Regions from separate parts of the Rattus norvegicus genome. Here region 2 is linked to region 1. The links are chromatin contacts, called in public Hi-C maps. All regions are on one chromosome and are shown on one strand. Each heading gives the region's core, a stretch centred on a gene start, on an enhancer-like site or on the middle of the called end of the contact. The rest is flanking DNA. Distances are from core to core; before and after follow the strand shown.

Evidence for each region. A called contact is a pair of places that touch in the nucleus more often than the background predicts.
Region 2: a contact with region 1 is called in a Hi-C map of frontal cortex, with 2.0 times the contacts expected there. The contact joins two enhancer-like sites. A contact is called at or near these places in 3 of 12 Hi-C or Micro-C datasets (frontal cortex, liver and prefrontal cortex).

Annotation. Positions count from the first base shown.
Region 1 is chr10:75,631,351-75,634,869 of GRCr8, forward strand. No RefSeq gene overlaps it. Among named protein-coding and RNA genes, the nearest start is that of Mmd, 63 kb to the left of the region's middle. Within about 2 kb of position 2,086, at least 5 of the 93 cell types and tissues checked have an H3K27ac peak or open chromatin away from gene starts, as enhancers often do.
Region 2 is chr10:75,684,577-75,688,201 of GRCr8, forward strand. The region is part of intron 2 of Hlf (HLF transcription factor, PAR bZIP family member); the gene reads right to left. Among named protein-coding and RNA genes, the nearest start is that of Hlf, 22 kb to the right of the region's middle. Within about 2 kb of position 2,230, at least 27 of the 93 cell types and tissues checked have an H3K27ac peak or open chromatin away from gene starts, as enhancers often do.

The sequences.
Region 1 (3,519 bases), core at 836-3,335:
TACACTGTCAGTGGATATACAAACTGGGGCAGGCAGCCGCTATGAAAACAAGTACCCCAGGCAGCATAGACCAGAGAAGCTTGCACAGCCAGGTTTGTGGCTGCGCTATTCACAGTAGTCAAGCTGTGGGGCCAGCCTAGATGTCCACCAACAGATGAGTGGATAAGGAAAATGCAGTCTATATACACAGTAGGGTTTCATTGAGAAGACTAAAGTCACCCCATTTGTTTTAAAACAAACGAAGGATTTGGAGGCCGTGATACTCAGTAGAATAAACCAGACTCAACAAATATGACACGCTTTCTCTCCTGCGTGGAATCTATACTCGGATACACGTGGCATGACAATGCCTGCCAGATCCGCATATGACATGGAAATAAAGAAAAACTTTGAGGATGGAGAGAGAGGGGCAGAAAGAACAAGAGAGGAGTGGGGGGAAAGAAAGGCAAATATCATGGTTTATTTTCTCAGATATGAAATCTGGGTTTACCTATATACACATATGCACTCATACTATATCTACCTGTCCATCCATCCATCCATCCATCCATGGAAGTAGAAAGGATGCTACCATTTAGGAAAAGAAGAGGACCAGGAGGAGTGAGGAGAAGGGACCGGGCAACGTGGGGGAAGCATAAACGAGAGCAAAGAACAATGATATCGTATATTCATTATGATATATACTGTGATATATACATCATTATATATTCATTATGCTATATCATTATATATTCATTATGGTATATATCATTATATATATTCGTCATGGTATATATTATGATATACATCATAATGAAACCTATTTATACACTAAACTTACCACTGGTTTTTATTTAAGACAATAATCTAGGCCTGGAGCTCTTAAGGGAGCTCCCAGTTAGGTCAAATAAGCATCAGACCCTGCAGTTAGAGTCTGGGTGACGATGCACACGTGCTCTGCTCTCCCTGGGCTGCTGGACATCAATTTTCAAAGCCACTGAGGTTTTGTGAGGCTTCTGTGTGGCTATCGTGATGTTGGAAAATGAGGAATGGGAGTGAGGTAGATGGACATCCTCGTTGCTTTTCCTGATGGTATGGTTGAACACACTGATAGAATCTACTTAAGAGGGACCGGATTTATTCTGGCCTGCAGTTCAAGGGTTTAACCTACCCCAGTACAGAAACCATAGCAACAGGAGCGTGAAGCAGCTGGTCACGCCTCATCACCATGTCTACAACCAAGAGACACAGAGCAATGGGTGCGTGCTCCCTGATGCTCAGCCCTTTCCTCCTGCTTACCGAGTCTGAGGTCCCAGACAGGAAACCATGCCACCTGAAGGGAATGGGTCTTTCCACCTTAACTGTCTCAATCAAGGTAATCCTGACACACGTGCCCAGAGGCCCATCTCCCAGGTGATCCTAGATGCTGTCAAACTGTCGGATAGCACTAGTCATTGGGGTAAGCTAACATGCACACAGCTCATCGGAGCTCCTAACCCCATTCAGAGTGCTCTAGTGTGCTCCAGGCCAGCATCTAATCGGTAAAGAATGGTCCTTATCATAAGGAGTTGCCACTTCTCCATCCATCCGTGTGAGCTTCTAAGATTCTACCTTAGCCAGAAGCCCAGCCCCAAGAGTTGGGCAACACTGTGGGGGTAGAGAGCTCCAGCCTGTGGATTCCCCACTGCTGTAAGCTTTCTTACAGTCTCACCATAGTTTTAATGAAGTGTGGAGTATCTGTGAGTCCAAATGCAAGAGGAGGCAGAAGGCACAGGATAACAAGAAATAGTACTTTTGAGAACTGGTATAAAGGTTCCAAGAGCACAGGTTGGGGTCAAATTATTTGGCAAGTTGCCTGTGAACTCTAGGTTTCTAATTTCTAAAATAGAGGCACCTCTCCTTGAAGATTTGTAGGAGAGGAAAAGATAAGCAGGCAACGCTCGACACCCAAGACCAAGAAGTTTGGAATTTTATTTTCTTTCTGCAAGCAATTACCAACATTCACTGGTAGGTGGCGCCAACGAGCAGAGCCGCCGTTCCCCCAGGCTTTTCTTTTTTCACCCTAGATGCTGGGTGATCTTCCTCTCTGCCGGTGCTCAAGCTGGCATTTGAAAATCCAGTGCCGCACACAGACATTTTTTTTTTAAATCCATCTGTTTCATGGAGAACTGTGAAACTCAGAAATACCTATTCCTAGCCAGACAGCCATAGCAGTTTTTAGATGATAAAACTTGGTGATAGCTAGCTATGCAGCTGGGCATTCAAAAGAAGCCAGAGGACACTTAATGAGTCATTTGAGTCTTGTGTCTGTAAGCATATCTCTATTATACACTGGGAAGGCTGCAAAGAGTCTGGCGATTCAAGTCCAGGCCGTGTGTGTTTGCATGGCAGAATCAGCGTTAGCTTGCCCAAGCGGTTTGGTCTCTCTGAGCCTCGATTTTGCAGCGTTGTTGTGATGTGATAATGACAAATGAGATAATCTACACGTGACACTCAGCACAAGCCCAGATTCTTACTAAGCATTCCCACAATGTAAGTGCCAACACCTACTGGAGTGAGCTTTGGGGGTCTTAAAAATGTTAGGTAACCCCTGTCTCCGGTACGGTTTCCATTGCCGTGATAAAACACCGTGACTAAAAGCAACTGGGGAGGAAAGGGTTTCTTTCGGCTTACACTTTCCACATCACATTCTATCCTGAAGGGATGTCAGGACAGAAACTCACACAGGGCAGGAGCCTGAAGGCACGAGCCGATAGAGAAGCTGTAGAAGAGTGCTGTTTACAAGCTTGCACCCCCAAGGCTTGCTCAGCCTGCTTCAGTAAACACCCTCGAATCACCTGACAGGGTGGCCACGCCCACAATGGGCTGGGCCCTCCTAACCAATCAGTAATTAAGAAAATGGCCTAAGGACATTGCCTACAGGCCAATACTATGGAGACTTTTTTTTTTTTTTTTCTCAATTAAGAGTCGGGCTTCCCAGCACTGTCAAGGTTTGGGTCAATCAAACAAAATAAACAACAAACAAAGCCCCAGCTTCCTTGTTGGCGGCAGAAGTATTGGGAGAATTACAGTTTTATATACTATACATCTCACTTGTTTAATGCTGTTTACCTTAAGCCAGGATTTGAGCTTTCTGGCCCGAAGAGAAAGCCACCCAAATAAATAATTTCATTCAATGGTCAGGATCGAGACGGAAGAAAAGCAGAGACAAAAACAAGTGAAGGGTTAGTAGAGGTGAGATTAGAATTTTGGATTGCTACGCGGGATTCGGTAAATATGCAAGGGTGGGGTCAGGGACACCCCCGCCTCTGGCGCTTCTGAACATCCAAGGCAATAAAGCAAAGGAAATATGGTTGGTTGGATGACTCACTCACGGTGCCGAGATAAAGGCAGAGAAGTTCGGAAGAAGAAACCTAGCTATTCCTGGTCCCGACACTTAAGACACGGTAGCACGTGGAACACGCACAAATGTTATCTGTCCTCGACTTCGAGCACAGAGGAAAAAGCCAATCTAAGAATAAAAGCAATGAAGAGGTAACC
Region 2 (3,625 bases), core at 980-3,479, 53 kb after region 1:
ATTTCCTGGCTACTTATTCTGGTGGAAAACAAGCGAGGAAGTCTTAGTGACAGAAACCTAGTCACAAAGAATTGACAAGATCTCCTTATGACTTGTAGAGAGCTGTGGGAGCCTAGAAAGATCCCCTTCCACAAACCCTTCCTTTTGCAAAAGGCAAAAATCCAGTGAGCTTAAAGTTACCCTACAGGTGACAGGAAGGGCTCAACATTCAGGTCTTACAACCTTAACAACTGATCCTCTTAGGCCAGGCATGGTCTTGGATAATAACTGTCCTATTGTTATAATGTTACAAAGATATACACTGTTATTTGTAAAATGAAATTACATACAGAAAAGAATCCCTAAGTGGGGATAGAGGTCGACAGTCTTTCCCTAGGTGTCAAACAGTAACTAGCCAGGCATTCATTCACCATGCTTAAGGCCCTGAGAGATTAATCCACACATTCACAGTGGAAAAGTCGACACCTGATGTTGATAAAGGTGACTGACTCTCCATTTCCTCAGAGACTTTGCCAAGCCCCCTAGTCCTCCACCAAAAAAAGGTGACGGTATGGTTTTGCAAGTGGATCTCCCAGCAGTAAAGTGTATGTTTCGAATGTCTGAAGCTCTGGGTTTAATCGCCAGTCTCCTCCAGAAAGAAAACAGGACTTCAAAATATCCCAGTTTGATATACAAAGGGGAGGGGGCGTGGCTCTGAACTCCCGCCATTCCTCAACACTTGCAGATCTCTTGGAAGGTGCAAGGTGACTTCATCTCTCTGGTAACCTTACCTAACCTCCCCTGGAATGATTAATGTTATGGCCGTGCTGTTATTCTGTGAAGTAACGCTCTCTTGCGAGTTAAGCACCCAGCAGCCCTGTGAGAAGCTGGCATTATTTTTGAAGCTAATTACCAACAGGTTTCCAGGCAGGTGGATGGGTCCCTGTCTCCTGCCTTCTTCAAAGTAAGCAAAGGCTTCACCAGGAGCTGACCAGCAGACGCTGCAATCTGGCTCTGGGAGTCTAGGCATAAGGGGGTGGGGGGCTCCCAGTGGCTATTTGGCCCAGGAGGCAGCAGCCAGACACATGCCTCCGCAGGGGAAGTTCTCTAGGTCCCCATCAGTTGTTGCTTGGCCACACAGTATTGACAGAAAGCCCAACCTTCCCAGATTTCAAATGCTAGAATGAGAATGAGGCTTGGCCCTTGGGAAATCCTTATGTACTTTATGGGTTGGGGTGATGGTAAGACAAAGTTTCTTTTCATGAGAGGGGTCTAGCTCATTAGGGAAAGAGAAGCCCACACTATGCCAGCAAATGTTTTCTAAACCATTCTGATCTTTCTCAAGGAGGTTTACAATTCCCAAAGCAACCTCACTGTTCAGCCTCATGGTAGGCTTCAGGTCGCCACTTCACAAGAAGAGAACAAGAGGCAACAGGGGGAGATTGACTAAATTAGACTTCCTGTCTCCTGAGCCCTCATTTTGGAGTTAAGCATTTTGTTTTACGGAAGGCAGACTAGCCACCGACCATGGATGGTCCTAGAGACATGGAGGTGGGGAAAGGAGCAGTCTCAAGCAGGCAGGGTGTTACAGAGTGCTAAAGAACAACGGGGTTGGGGTGGAGGGGGGGCTATAAAAATAGACAAGGGAGAGAGAAGGGAATGGAAGAGGTCTGTTTGTTTATTTTTATAGCATTTGCCATTCCAAAGGCTCGCTGGAGTAACTTCCTTCGCTGGCTGGCTGAGGCCCAAGCTTAGGAAAGTCTCAGATCTTTTGGAAAGAAAGATTTGGACCACAATGTTGCTTTATCTGGGAGAGTAGCTCCTTTGCCCCAGAGTTGCAGAAATTTGCTTTTGATGTTAGTACCCTGGCCTTAAGTATCTCCGTCCCTGGCAGCGCCGGCTGTCTTCACTGCTTTTGCAGGGCAGCCCGGGACAAAAAGAAGGCTTCTCTTTGCGGCTGTTGCTGCCTTTTCCTGGATCGCACTGATATCTGGGCACCCTGAAGATGGGAAGATGGGGAAAGTAAAACATGTTCTAAAGGTCCTATCTCCTGACACTCATAAGAGAAAAACAACACTTCTCTAACTTACTCCCCAAATAGACACCACCACCGGGGATGTTCTGCCAAGGAGTGATTCGAAAGTGTGTTCCGAAGTGAAATGTAAGCTTGGCCAGTGCCCAGCTCTCTGCTGTATTTTGCACAGAGAGCTGCAGGCTGGCGGACCAAAGAAACACATTTCTCCCCACGTGACTGCAAAACCAGGCAGCCCAAGCAGATTTCTTTCTGTTAATAGAATGTGATCTCTAGACTGTACATACACATTGACAGCCCTGGGAAAACACGGAGGACCACAGAAACTCACCGCCCTGGCTAGAGAGAGGTGCTGACGCTGACCGAGCCCATGACCTGATGGTCTGGGAAATGTGAGATGAGAACCCAGAAAGGGAGACATGTTGGTACATGGAACCCCATTAAACATATGTGCGCATGCCCCTCTTTCTCCACGTGCCCAAATCCTCAGAGGACACGTTCTCTAGGTTTATCCAGAAGACTGGAGTTATCCATTGCCCAAACCGAGGTGGTCCCAAACGCGGTGAAAGATCGACCGCAGGTTACAGAGTTTATTCTGACTTTGTGTAAGGTGTGACCAACAAATACATCACTGCTCTTTCACCCCACGGAGACTCAGGCACAGGTAGTCGGCTTTCTGTGAAGGAGGACAACGACGAGACCAAATCTCGAGCATCCCAAATAACCACCTTGGGAAGATGGGGATCTTGAGGAACTTACCTTTCTTCATAGGCAGCACCTTGCCCACACTGTCACCATGGCCTTGACCTCCACAGACCTCAGATGGGATCCAATGCTTGGTGTTCAGGGGGGAGGAAGGGGCTGTCAGTCTACATGTTTGAAGGGAGAAAGTTAACAGACTGAGGAGGAAGAGGGGGTCAACATCCCCCACTTTCTGCAGGCTGGGCCTACTTTCAACATATTAGATTTCTAACTGCAATGCCTTTCAAATTTCACAGCACCCTGTGGTCAACTTAAATTTCCCGATTCGGAAAGTATGTTGGTTGAAACAAAAGGTGGAGTGAAGTGTTCTGCAGCAGGACCCCAGTGTGTGTCTGAACCTCTCAGGGACTGTGTTAGAGAAGTCAGAGCTTTCTCTGATCTTCTCCTGAGTAAAGAGAATCAAAAGGCACAGACAAGGTTATCCCTTGATCAGCCTCCCCTGCTCTAAGTAGCCCAGTCCCAGGGCTTCAGGATCCCTGGGCAGGCAATCAGCCATAACCAACTAATTAATCAGCAAGATCTACTGAGTTGAAGAGCACCTTGCAGACCCAGGTGAGCCTTCGACTTGGTTAATCTGCAAACTGACTAATCAGGCTCGGGGATAATTGAAAGTTAATTGTATGCAGAGCTCAAGTGCAGCCACTGGAAAACACAGGAAGCAGGAGGAACAAAGGAAGTCAGGGGCCACTCTCCTCCACTCCGTGGGCGGCCGAGGTCTTTACAGATTCCTCATAGACAGTGTATGGCCTCTGGGCCCTTCTCCCAACACTGCCTGACACACTTCTTAATCCACGCCTTATGGCACAGCTACCAGGATCCCGGGGAGCACAGAGTCAAAGCACAATGGGTGCG